Regions from separate parts of the Sus scrofa genome. Here region 1 is linked to region 2. The links are chromatin contacts, called in public HiChIP or PLAC-seq maps. All regions are on one chromosome and are shown on one strand. The core of a region is the stretch at or near the end of the contact, and the rest is flanking DNA. Distances in the headings are between cores, read along the strand shown. Region 1 overlaps MPPE1 (metallophosphoesterase 1). Region 2 overlaps IMPA2 (inositol monophosphatase 2).

What was found. HiChIP or PLAC-seq counts read pairs in DNA pulled down with a chosen protein or histone mark.
Region 1: a contact with region 2 is called in an H3K27ac HiChIP or PLAC-seq map of alveolar macrophages. The contact joins two enhancer-like sites. A contact is called at or near these places in 1 of 5 promoter capture datasets (liver), 12 of 47 Hi-C or Micro-C datasets (adipose tissue, alveolar macrophages, blood and 6 more) and 2 of 2 datasets of contacts at active chromatin or transcription factors (alveolar macrophages and skeletal muscle).

Annotation. Positions count from the first base shown.
Region 1 is chr6:97,328,846-97,334,673 of Sscrofa11.1, reverse strand. MPPE1 (metallophosphoesterase 1) reads right to left here. Exons shown (of 10, transcript XM_013988815.2): 2 at 1-22. Among named protein-coding and RNA genes, the nearest start is that of MPPE1, 7.1 kb to the right of the region's middle. Within about 2 kb of position 4,198, at least 13 of the 83 cell types and tissues checked have an H3K27ac peak or open chromatin away from gene starts, as enhancers often do. A contact at or near this core is called in alveolar macrophages, where this site is marked.
Region 2 is chr6:97,285,566-97,291,386 of Sscrofa11.1, reverse strand. It overlaps IMPA2 (inositol monophosphatase 2), which reads left to right. Exons shown (of 8, transcript XM_021096044.1): 5 at 1,592-1,721. Among named protein-coding and RNA genes, the nearest start is that of CIDEA, 21 kb to the right of the region's middle. Within about 2 kb of position 2,671, at least 17 of the 83 cell types and tissues checked have an H3K27ac peak or open chromatin away from gene starts, as enhancers often do. A contact at or near this core is called in alveolar macrophages, where this site is marked.

The sequences.
Region 1 (5,828 bases), core at 2,949-5,448, 42 kb before region 2:
ACTGCTGGGTCTGGGCCACGGCCTGCGGGGGGAAAGGGACAGGCGGGTTACCTGTGTCCAGAAGCCACCATGATGACCCCTCTTTGGAACCTGGTTACGTGATTGATCCACCAGCTCCCCAGTGGAAAGGAGCTGCCCGGAACCTGTACATCCACAAAGGACACCCGTCGTATCAAGTACCGAGGGAAAGTAGTGGTTTCCTGGGCAGACTCTACAACCCCATGTGCCAGACTAGGGCTACCAGAATCATCTTCCCACTGGGACTATGAAATTTTATCACTACCTGGGAGTCTGGGGGAGGGTGTTTGTGAGGGAGGGGACCCAACAGGAACATCAGCCATTAATAGTCACTGCCGCCCGGCTAGCAAAGCATTCACCACTCTCCTTAAAAATCAACAGGCCATAAGATAAGCCCCTGGACAGAGCTGCCTGAGTGTGAATTCAGCACCTCACTGGCTCCAGGAGAGCCAGGCACTGGGATGACACGTGTCCCCACAAATACGGCTTCCGCTGCACATTTGCCTCAAACCCTGAACGGCCTGCCTTTATACGGCAGCTCTGTGCAATAACTTCTGCCTGGGAACCTTCCAAGTGTTTACGCGTGTGTCTAAATTATAAGTGACTTTGCATCCTACGGAGAAGGCATCTGACACATCTGAGGAGCAGACTGATGAAGGGCCGAGGGGTGGCATCCTGCTCAAGCTTCCTCAGGAATCTGCAAACGGAGCATGGGCGGGGCAGAGGAGACCCCAGCCCTGGGCCGCCCCAAGCCAGTAGGCACACAAGTCCTCTGGGGAGACCACTTCCTAGGAAGAGTCTGGGAGTCCCCGGTAGCTGACAGCTAAGAGGACGGGGACTGTCACTCCTGTGGGGCCCCAAACAATCTCTACCAAGTCCAGCTCTCAGAATTCTCACACCTGCACCTGTGAGGCCCAACTGATCTCAAAGTGGGTTCACAAGAAGCAACCACGTGAAACCTCACCTGCAGATAACCAGGGGCCATGATCAAGTTTAAAACATAAGCATAGACTTGAGTTCCTGTCGTAGAATAGGAGAAACAAATCCAACCAGGAACCATGAGGTCACGGGTTCAATCCTGGCCTTGCTCAGTGAGTTAAGGATCCGGCGTTGCCGTGAGCTGTGGTTTAGGTCGCAGATGTGGCTCGGATCCTGCATTGCTGTGGCTGTGGTGTAGGCACAGCTCCAATTACACCCCTAGCCTGGGAACCTCCACATACAGTGGGTACAGCCCTAAAGAGACAAAAACAAACAAACGTAAGCACAGAATTAAAAACACTAGAAATTGCTGAAACTGTGCTGACAGTGGTCAGGCTACACAAACGCTCACTTCCACACACAGCTTTCCAGAAAAGAGGAAATGACAGAAGATGCATCCCACTCTCAAGCCCTCTGTCTGCCAAGAAAGGCAGCATCCACACCAAGACTTCAGTGAAGAGGGGGCAGAACACAAGCGCTACATTTTAAATACGTCCCTTCAGACAGAGAGGTCACAAGTAGCCGTGCATCAGCTGGGGTCACAGGAAAGCCACACCTTCACTGCTGCGTAGCCGTCCCCTCACTGGTTCTGCTGAGACTGGACCATCCGTGGTCCACAGACTTTCTCTCCCACCAGGGGCCACCGGGGAGAGCGCACAGTGGTGCTGACACTGGCGGCAGGAAGACACTTGAGGATGGCAGTCACCCCAGGTGTGGCTCCACCCTGTGGGGCAGCGCTTCCTTGAACACACATGAGGAGGAGGGGCCACGTCCCCGTCATAAACCTCAGATGTAGACAAATGGCAGACTCTGCTCTTGCTGATACAGCAGGAAGCGGGACTCTGGGAATAACCAATGCGTGCACCGTCCAGGCCCCTCAGCTTAGGTTCATGCAAATCTATCAAAAGCAACCATACAATCCCAGCTCCCGCTGCCTCTCACAGGGCCTTGAACCCCCTAAAGTCCTGAAAGGGAAGGCCAGGCAGCAGCTGAAACTTCTAGAACCTGATGGTCCTCCGCCCACAGGACTGGGAGGGATGGGAGCCCCACCCTGGGGCTGTGTGGAGCCTGCACTCTCCAGGTTCCAGTTTCCCATTGGAAAACCTGAAGTACAAGTTAAACTGCCCTCCATGCCCTGGGACCAAAATGGAGCAGGGGGACAGGTGGGCAGCCTGCAGCCAGGAAGGGTGGGACAAAAATGAACCCAGAAGAGGGGGGACCAGCTCCCCCAGTGCCCCCACTGCCTGGCAGTCAGCTTAGATAAGGGCCAGGGCACACAGCCCAGAGGTCACGGAGCCTGGCCCTCCCCTCAGGTGTCCAGTCCTCCCTTCCATAAAGAAATGGAAAATGCCCTACAGGAGCCACTGGCCAGAGGACTCGGGATGGGGGGCAGCAGCAGGTGTGGTTACTGTTACACTGTTTCTTGAGAAAACCCTAACACCACGTGAATCTGGTATTGTGCAATCATTAAAAAAAAACAGAACTCCTCATCAGAGTGAAGACCATATCTGAGAACTTGACACCAAATCCTCAAACAGAAGCCTTTTTGCTGAAGTCTTGGAAATACTTTTCTTCTCCTTTCAGAGCCTGCTTTATATAACCCACCCAAGTCGTGTCCCCAGCACCGTCTCAACTGCCTAGCCAGAGTGCACCCCACCGCCCCACCAAGGGAGGGGGGGCCAGGCCAGGCGCCAATCTCAGGGCCCAAGACCACAGGCAGCCAGTCCCTGCCCTGCAGCTGATGGAATAGCAGGACCCAAAGCCTTGGGGGGTCACCAGAGCCCTGGTCCTCTCGGTACCTCATCCTTTACCTGGGTCACCGGCAGAGACACTGCATCTCAACAACCTCCCACGAGCCCCCTACCCTTCCCAGGTTGCAGCACCCGCCTCCACTGACGCAGGGAGAGCAACAGAAAAGTCCACAAAGTGCCTTTATTTTATTTTTTGTCTTTTTGCCATTTTTTGGGCCGCTCCCGTGGCATACGGAGATTCCCAGGCTAGGGGTCGAATCAGAGCTGTAGCAGCTGGCCTACGCCAGAGCCACAGCAACGCCAGATCTGAGCCGCATCTGCAACCTACACCACAGCAACAATGGATCCTTAACCCACTGAGCAAGGCCAGGGATCAAACCCGCAACCTCATGGTTCCTAGTCGGATTCATTAACCACTGAGCCACGACGGGAACTCCCAAAGTGTCTTTTTTTTAAAAAATAAGTCTTTCACTGTCAATGGACAACCCAACCAAGTCCATCTAAGAAAGAAATGGAGCCAACCTGGGAGACAGCCTTTCATTTCTGAGACAAAGACTTTGTGTCAAATGAAGTGTTATTCACAATCTACACAGCAGACCCGTGCCCTCAAAGCGAGAGTGGGTCGGGGGTCACTTAAAAGATCAAGAAAGAAGGTGATGCCTGAAGGAGATCTGGTTAATGCAGACACATGACTACCACTAAAGGAAAGCAGGAGGCCCGAACAGGCAGAGAAATATTTTAGGTCTAAGGTTTTCTCATCCTGCCACAGATATGGGTTTTATTTCACCCGTGGAAGACAGGTTTGCCAGGACGAGATTAGTGTCAACCTTGCAGCCTCGGTCAGTGGAACCCAGGGGATCGGGATCCCGGAAGGAGGCCCGTGACCCGGGCTGACCCTGACCCTCCACTCATTCATCGCGTTGAGCTGCCTAACACTCCACTCCCGAAGCCCCCAGACCCTTCCCTCACTGAAAGCAAACCTTCAATTTCATCTCAATCACAATAAATAGGCCAGTGTCTTAAGATCCCCCAGACACACAGCCTGAACCACCAAGTGCCACCGTCCCTCCACATCCAGGCTCTCACTGTGACCAACGAGAAAGTGGGTCCTTCCCAAGACTGGTCCCTTCTCAGAACAGCCCCCAGAGAGACCTACCCACGAAGGAGAGGTTGTGATAAACAAACACTCTTCTGTGTGTTGCCTTCTTGTGATTAATAACCCGCAAAACAAGGAAGTGAGAGGTTGTGATAAACAAACACTCTTCTGTGTGTTGCCTTCTTGTGACTAATAATGAATAATTCTGTCCATGTTAGAAGCTTTCCTTTACGTTGGCAGGTTTGGGCTCAGAAACAAAAGTAATAAATCATTCTTGTTTTCACTCTCCAAGTTCAATCTGCAAGTTTATGAAGCTTATCAAGTATTAACCCAGCAGGAAAGCCACACAGGCTCCCGCAGCTCAAAGCCTGGGATCAGAAGGCGGATATGCTTCTAGGACCGTCCTGGCCCATCTGCAGGGAAGAGGCCCTGGCGAGCCCCTGCCTGAACCCCGGCATGCAATTTCTATCACACACACTTCTTATCCTGACACCACAGACCACACCACCACACAACAGCTCAGCAATGTCTACCATCCTGGAAATTTTCAAAAAGCTAGAAGAGACCCATCACTGGTTTATGAAATCACTTTGGTGGTTTGTGACCCAAATTTTTAAAAATAAAACACTTCAATGAAAATATAAAATTTAACTTTAAAACATTAAGAATTAATAGGATTTAATTTAAACATTTAAACAGATTTAAACAGAGCAGAAAACACCAGGCTGCAGTGCACACAGTGGAGGCAAGGCAGGGCAAAGGTCGTGCTCCCTTTCTCTGAACTGTGTGTACCGGCCACACCCACAGTTCTCATGGCACTGGGCTCTCTCCCCACTCCCTGGACAGGAGCCAAGCCCCATTCTCTCCATGCTCCCCTCTCGTGCCCACAAACAGTAGGTGCTCAATGTGTGTGGACTTAATGACTTAGTCTTACCTTCCTGAGCATTTAGAATTACAAACATACACAGCATCACTCTTTCAGCCATTATCTGTCTTCAAATGCTCAACAGAGAGTTCCTGCTGTGGCACAGTGGGTTAGGAATCCAACTGCAGCAGCTCTGGTTACTATGGAAATGTGGGTTTGATCCCTGGCCTGGTGCAGGGGGTTAAGGAGCCAGCGTTGCCACAGCTGCATAGGGCACAGATGCAGCTCAGATTCGATCCCTGGCCTGGGACCTTCCATATGCCACAGGAAAAGGGACAGAAGTGTTCTTGTTCCCCTGATCAGTCAGGAGCCTAGCAAACAGGTGCCCAGAAGCACCTGCTCACCAGCCCCAGTGGGACCTGGAAAAAGAGAAGCCCAGCAGCCCTCTGGTCAGAGGAAGTGATGACAACCTTCCCTGAGCCTCTGGGGAGATGACATTTTCCTCTAAAGGGAAGGACAGTGAAATGCCTGGAGCCCCTACATTCTCCCCTAAACCCCAGCTGGGCTGTCACCTCCCAGGGTGTCACCTCAGGCAAGTCACTCAAAACAAAACGGACAGGATAATCATTATCAAAACACAGAAAATAACAAGTATTGGTGAGGATGTAGAAAAATGGGAACCCTGGTGCACGGCTGGTAGGAATGTAAACTGGTGAAGCCACGGTGGGAAAGAGTACAGTGGTTCCCCCAAAATTAAAATCAGAACTACGATATGATCCTGCAATCCCACTTTTGGGTACATACCCAAACGTACCCAAACATACTGAAAGCAGGACCTCAAAGACGTTATCTGCAACACCCAAGTCCACAGCAGCACGATTCACAACAGCCAAAAGGGGGAGGCAACCAAGTGTCCATTGACGGATGAACAAAGGGTAAACAAAATGTGATGGAAACACCTGAGGGCAATGGGCTATTATTCAGCCCTTAAAATAGGAAAGAAGCTGCCCCAGGCCATGCATGGATGAACCTTGAGGACATTATGCTCAGTGAAATAAGCAACAGTAGTCAGGTTCATAGAGATAGAAAGGGCACGGTGGTTGCCAGGGGCTGGGGGACA
Region 2 (5,821 bases), core at 1,422-3,921:
GCCGGGCAGGAGAGGGTCCCGCCTGTGAAAAAAGTAACTTATGGTGCAGATGAGCAGGGGCCTTATTGCTGAAGTCTGGCTGAGGAGTCACTTCCTCACTGTTTCTCTTTTAAGTGTGATCACTGAGCAATAAGCTCTGGGGTGATGTGCACACAGGTGACAGGGTCCCTGACCACCAGGCTGTGGCCTGGGACAGGCCCTTGGGGGCAAGGATGGGCAAGGTGGCACAGCTTCATGGTGGAAGCCCTGGTCATGGGGAGCAGGCACCCCCCCCAACTCCTGCTGGCAGATGCTGCCTGGCTCTAGGACGGACCAGGCTTTGGGAAGCCCTTGAAGGCAGGGTCGTGGGAAGGGGAACAGCTGGGCTGCTGGGAGGTATGGGCTCTGGGGGGGGAGTCTGACTGGGGTCCTCCCAGCTGTGAACCCTTTACCTGCTGGCCCAGATGTCCCTTTGGCCTCTGGGGGACTCTCCTGTTCTCTGTCCCTTGGCCGACCCAGGCTTGCTGTCTGACATCGGTGCCCTGAATAGTGGGGAGTCAGGAAGGAAAGGCAGCAGGGGTACCGGGTGTGTGGAGTTGTTTCCCCAGCTCACCTCCTCTTTGCTTGTTCCTGTTGGGGGGCTGCAGCCTGGAGCCACAGTCAGGTGGGGAGGGGTGTCTGCATGTACACAGTGAGGGGCCAGCCCCTCTGGCGAATCACTGTACTTCCTGGGCTGCCCCAGACCCCGTGATGCTCTTGGTTCTTAAGATGCATTCTGAATGCTTCCCATATCAGCAATTTTGAGAGTTTCTTGTGGGGTTTGATTCGAATCATAAGAGCCTTTTTTACCCTCCCGGGAAAAAACAAGAGGCCTTTCTGAAGAATGAAGCTTTTTCAGAAACTTTCATTCACTGATGCTTGATTGTGATGTCAATGTTCAGTATAGTTTTATTGTTTAAACATATCTTTATTTATTTATTTATTTTGTCTTTTCGCCTTTTCTAGGGCTGCTCCCGCAGCATATGGAGGTTCCCAGACTAGGGGTCGAATCGGCGCTATAGCCACCGGCCTACGCCAGAGCCACAGCAACGCGGGATCCCAGCTGCGTCCGCAACCTACACCATAGCTCACGGCAACACCGGATCGTTAACCCACTGAGCAAGGGCAGGGATCGAACCCGCAACCTCATGGTTCCTAGTCGGATTCATTAACCACTGTGCCACGACAGGAACTCCTAAACGTATCTTTAAATATAGTCATTTAAGAGAAGAACATTTGCTTGCATGTTCTGGACCAATTTTGAATACTGACGCTGGTTTGCGGTTTAGTTTTGAATCCCAGGGCTGCTTTGGGGTCTAGTTTTGGATCGCAGCACTGGTTTGGGTCTAGTTTTTAATCTGGATGCTGATTTGGGTTCAGTGTTGAATCCTCATGCTGGTTTGGGTGTAATTTTGAATCCCAGGGATGGGTTGGGATTTAGTTTTGAATCCAATGATGGTTTGGGGCTCCCCGTGGAAGCTGACCCCCATCCCATGGTCCTTGCCTTGGTGGCACCTAGAGCTTCAAGGCTTCCAGCACCATGTCATGTTCTCTGTTTTCTGCCCGTCTGCAGCTGGAGTTCGGGGTGATCTACCACTGCACAGAGGAGCGGCTGTACACGGGCCAGAGGGGCCGCGGTGCCTTCTGCAATGGCCAGCAGCTGCAGGTTTCAGGGAGACAGGTGGGCCATGCTCCATTCACTGGTTTCAAATGGAAAGTCACCAGCCAGGGAGGCAGTCCTGGGCGTTTCCTCTTGGGGTCCGGTCTCCTCAGGGCAGTGTGTCCCTGGGGGCTGGATGTCAGGCCTGCAGCATCTTTACGTTCCTGTGGATGTGGCCAGGAGCCTTCAACAGGCCCGCTCTGTTTTGCATACATCTTTCATCCTTAGTGTGAAAAGAAACCCGGCCTCTAGCTGCTGCCTGATCTCCAGTGGGCCTGGGTGAGCAGGCCAGGGCCCAGGGCAGGATCAGAGGTGGGTTCTGGCCCTCAGCGCCTCCCAGTAGCCATCAATCATCCCAGTGTCACCTGGAGGTGTCACCCAGGTGCAATCTAGGGGCCCCAGATGTGGACCAGCTGGTTGACTTCAGTTGCTGTGAGGATGCAGATGGCCATGGGGGAGCCGTGCCTTGAGCTGTGTTGTACCTACCCAGGTTTCCCTGTCGCTGTCATTCCTGAAGTGGGAGTTGAGGACACCAGTGGCCTTTACAAGGGCCTGCTGTTTGATCAAATCGTGTGTGGCACACAGAGTGGACCCTGTGCCTCACTGGCCTGAGAGGCAGTGGGAGGGGTCGACAGTGTCTATGCCTCCCAGCTGCCCTCAGCCAGGGAGGGGATGGACCCTCCTGCCCAGGTCAGATCTGCTGAGGTTGGTGAGAGATCCCCAGGGAGGGGAGCAGCAGTCTGGGGAGCAGACCGCCCATGGAGGATGGACCGGGGTTGGGGGGGAGGAGAAGGAGGCCCAGGAGTCAGGAGCACCCAGAGAGGGGGAAGAGGACCACCCAGGAGCTCCAGCGGGAGGTGGGGAGGCAGGACCCTGACCAGCCTCTGCCTCTGCTGCCGGCCCAGCCCCCCGCCTCCCGCCCCAGGGACTGTTTGGTTTGGCTGTGGAGACATCAGTGTTAATTACAGCCGCGCCTGCCAGGGTGACCACGGCCAGCCGGTTGTGCAATCAGGAGTGAGGGAGCCCGTTGTCGAACACACCGACTGAACTCTGCTCCACATCCTGTGTGTCTGTAACATGGGCTCTGAGCTCGGCTCACACCCCCTTGGGCCTCAGGCTCCTCAGCATCCCGACATCCCCCCACCCCACCCCCAGGACAGGGACCTTGGTGAGGCCCTGTTGCTCAGACCATCCATTCATGCCCCCTTGCCCACAACACGGAACCTCAACTTCCCTCTAAATCACTTGTGTTCCAAAGATCACTTGTGATTTCTTAAGATTCTGATTTATAAGTCTGGTGTGGTGTTTTCAGTTTGCCAGGTGACTAGGTGTCTACGGGCCCTAATGGAACATCCTACCCAGTAGTGCAGTCCTTAGGTGTCATACAGACCTGGCTTCAAATACTCAGTCAGCCACCTTCCAGCAGGACTTGTTCCCTAACCTGGAAGCTCAGTGTTCACATGCGCAGGGGGTGACAGTGGGGTAAACTGTCAGGAGGGGCCTGGTGCGCATGCCCAGGCGAGAGGAGTTACTGCAGAAGAGGCTGCAAATCAATCGGCCACAGCCCATCCTTGAGACTGGGGCGCACTTTTGGAGGAAACAGTTGCTACAACCGCTGCCCCCCTCCCCGTGCTTTCCTTGCCTTCTCCTTCCCTGTCCCTGTGCACCTTCTGGTGATGCCTTCAGCTCACAAAAACAAAGACTGTGCTGCAAAGCGCAAAAGAGTTAGATGAGGTCAGGATTTCATCAGCAGCTTTTTCTTTGCACTCCGCCTTGCAGAACTTCAAACACATGCAAAGGAGTCAGAAAAGGACCCATCACACAGCCCCAGTGTTGTCACCTCTCAACCAATTCTGCTTCATCCAAACTCCCACCCACCTCCCACCACCCAAACCATGCCCTGATACAAACCCCAGACATAGCATCACTTTCTAGCCAGTATTTCAGTACATCTCTAAAACATCCAGATGAGTCTTTGAAAACGTAATCACCACACCAGTGTAACACTCCTCTGAAAGTTAACAGTCATTCCTAAAATCACTCCTTTCCAGTGTTCAAAAAGGGGAAAAGGCTTCTCAAGGCCTCTCTCTGGGTCCTGGAGTCCTGGTGGCCCCTGTGTCTGTCTGTGTTGCTGGGCCTTTTCAGTGGACAGAGCTGGGAAATAAGTTGTTTTTTTAAATGTAAAATTCATCATGACTCATGCAAGTTCTCTATTCAGGTTCACAGCTGCAGAATCTCTGCTTCATTCTCTGCTCCTCCGTGAAACCCCAGGCACAGTGACACCAGGAGAGAGGCACTTAATAATGTCAGTTCTAGGAGTTCTCATTGTGGCTCAATGGGTTACCAACCCAACTAGTATCCATGACGACCTGGGTTCGATCCCTGGCCTTGCTCAGTGGGTTAAGGATCTGGCATTGCTGCGAGCTGCAGTGTAGGTCACAGATGTGGCTCAGATCCAGCGTTGCTGTGGCTGTGGAATAGGCTGCAGCTGCAGCTCCGATTCAACCCCTAGCCTGGGAACTTCTGTATCTTGCAGGCGCAGTCCTAAAAAGACAAAAAAAAAAACTTAGTTTCAGAATAATGACAGTAGCCCTGCTACCAGCAGACGACCAGCAGATGTAGGGTGAAGGGTTTGGGTTGGGTCTTAGACATCCCACCAGATCTCTGAAGTGGGTCCTGCTCCTTTGGGTCCATGCCAGCTGAGGGTAATCACTTAGACACATTTGCCCCACTTTATTGTTAGTTAAGAAGGATTATTTTTTAAAAATTGGTTTTATTTTGTAGTCATGGTTTTTTTTAAAAAAGTACATTTTTCCAAAATCAAATCGAAAAACCAAATCAGTTCAAAACAGTCTGACCCCTGTCCTTGTCCTTGTCACCATCTAGGTAATCAGTAAAAACTGTCACCCATCTAAGATCTCTCAGCCTGTTCAGAAAATGTGTACTTCACCTTTCAGATTTAATACACCTGATCTTTGCAGCAGTATCGTTCTTGAGCAGCCATGCATGTCCCCTGTGTGGGCATGCATTGGGACACTGAGGGTCTGGTCTCTGTGTGGTCATGGAGGCTCAGGGACCACCCTGAGGGCTCCCTCAGCCCACTGCTTAGAAAGGCTCAAGGGAACGATAACCCCAAGTTCTGACGTGTACAGTTTTTACATTTCTTGCCTAAATGCCCACAGGATTATTCTCTTCTTTATAGAGTAATTCCAGTAGAGTATATTGCAGTGTTGCTTCTTCCCAGCCAGTTTTCCTGGGTACATCATGACACACCCTTTCAATAGGTAGCTTTTTTTAATTTTAAGAGTTTTCTTGAATTACGGTTTTTAGCATATGTTTGTTTCCTAATTATGTTGGTTTGTTTTTGTCTTCTGGGTCTCCTGTTACATGTCTTTTGGATCTTCTCTGCTCACCTTATCTATATGCCTCTTAAATCTTTTTCACCTTTTTCACTAGTTTTTTTGTTTTGTTTTGTCTTTTTAGGCACATGGGTGCAGCATATGGAAGCTCCCAAGCTAGGGGTCAAATTGGAGCTGTAGCTGCCAGCCTGTGCCACAGCCGGGTTCGTTAACCACTGAGCCACGACAGGAACTCCCTTTTTCACTAGTTTTTTATTTTAAAAATGTCCTTCTTTTCACCCTCCATTTCTTAACATAATCTATTGTATTTATTTGTTCTTTGATCCTTAAGTTTGACTCCCCCCCCTTTTTTCTTGGCATGTAGAAGTTCCTGGGCTAGGGATTGAACCGGCAACGCAGCAGTGACCCAAGTGACAACACCAGATCCTTAACCACTAGGCCATCAGGGAACTCCACACCCTCTTTTCTGACTCTTTCCTAGATCCCCTTACCCTCCACACTGTTCTTCCATGGATTCTTCACTTCTTGCCTTGTGGACAAACCTTTCATCGTCTGGAGAGATGTTATTCTGCTCCCTATTCTCTCTTTTCTTATCATAATTGTGTGTGGGATTGAAACTTCATCCTTTTAAGTTACTTCTACCTCAATCTGGGTTCCTGAACTTTCCGAGCGGGGGAGGGGTCAAGTTCAAGACACTTTGTCGTTTCTAGCTCTAGAGCTCCCTCTCCTGTTGTGTTTGTGAAGTGCTCGCAGAGTTGGCCTGATTCGTGGATGTTTTAGTCCT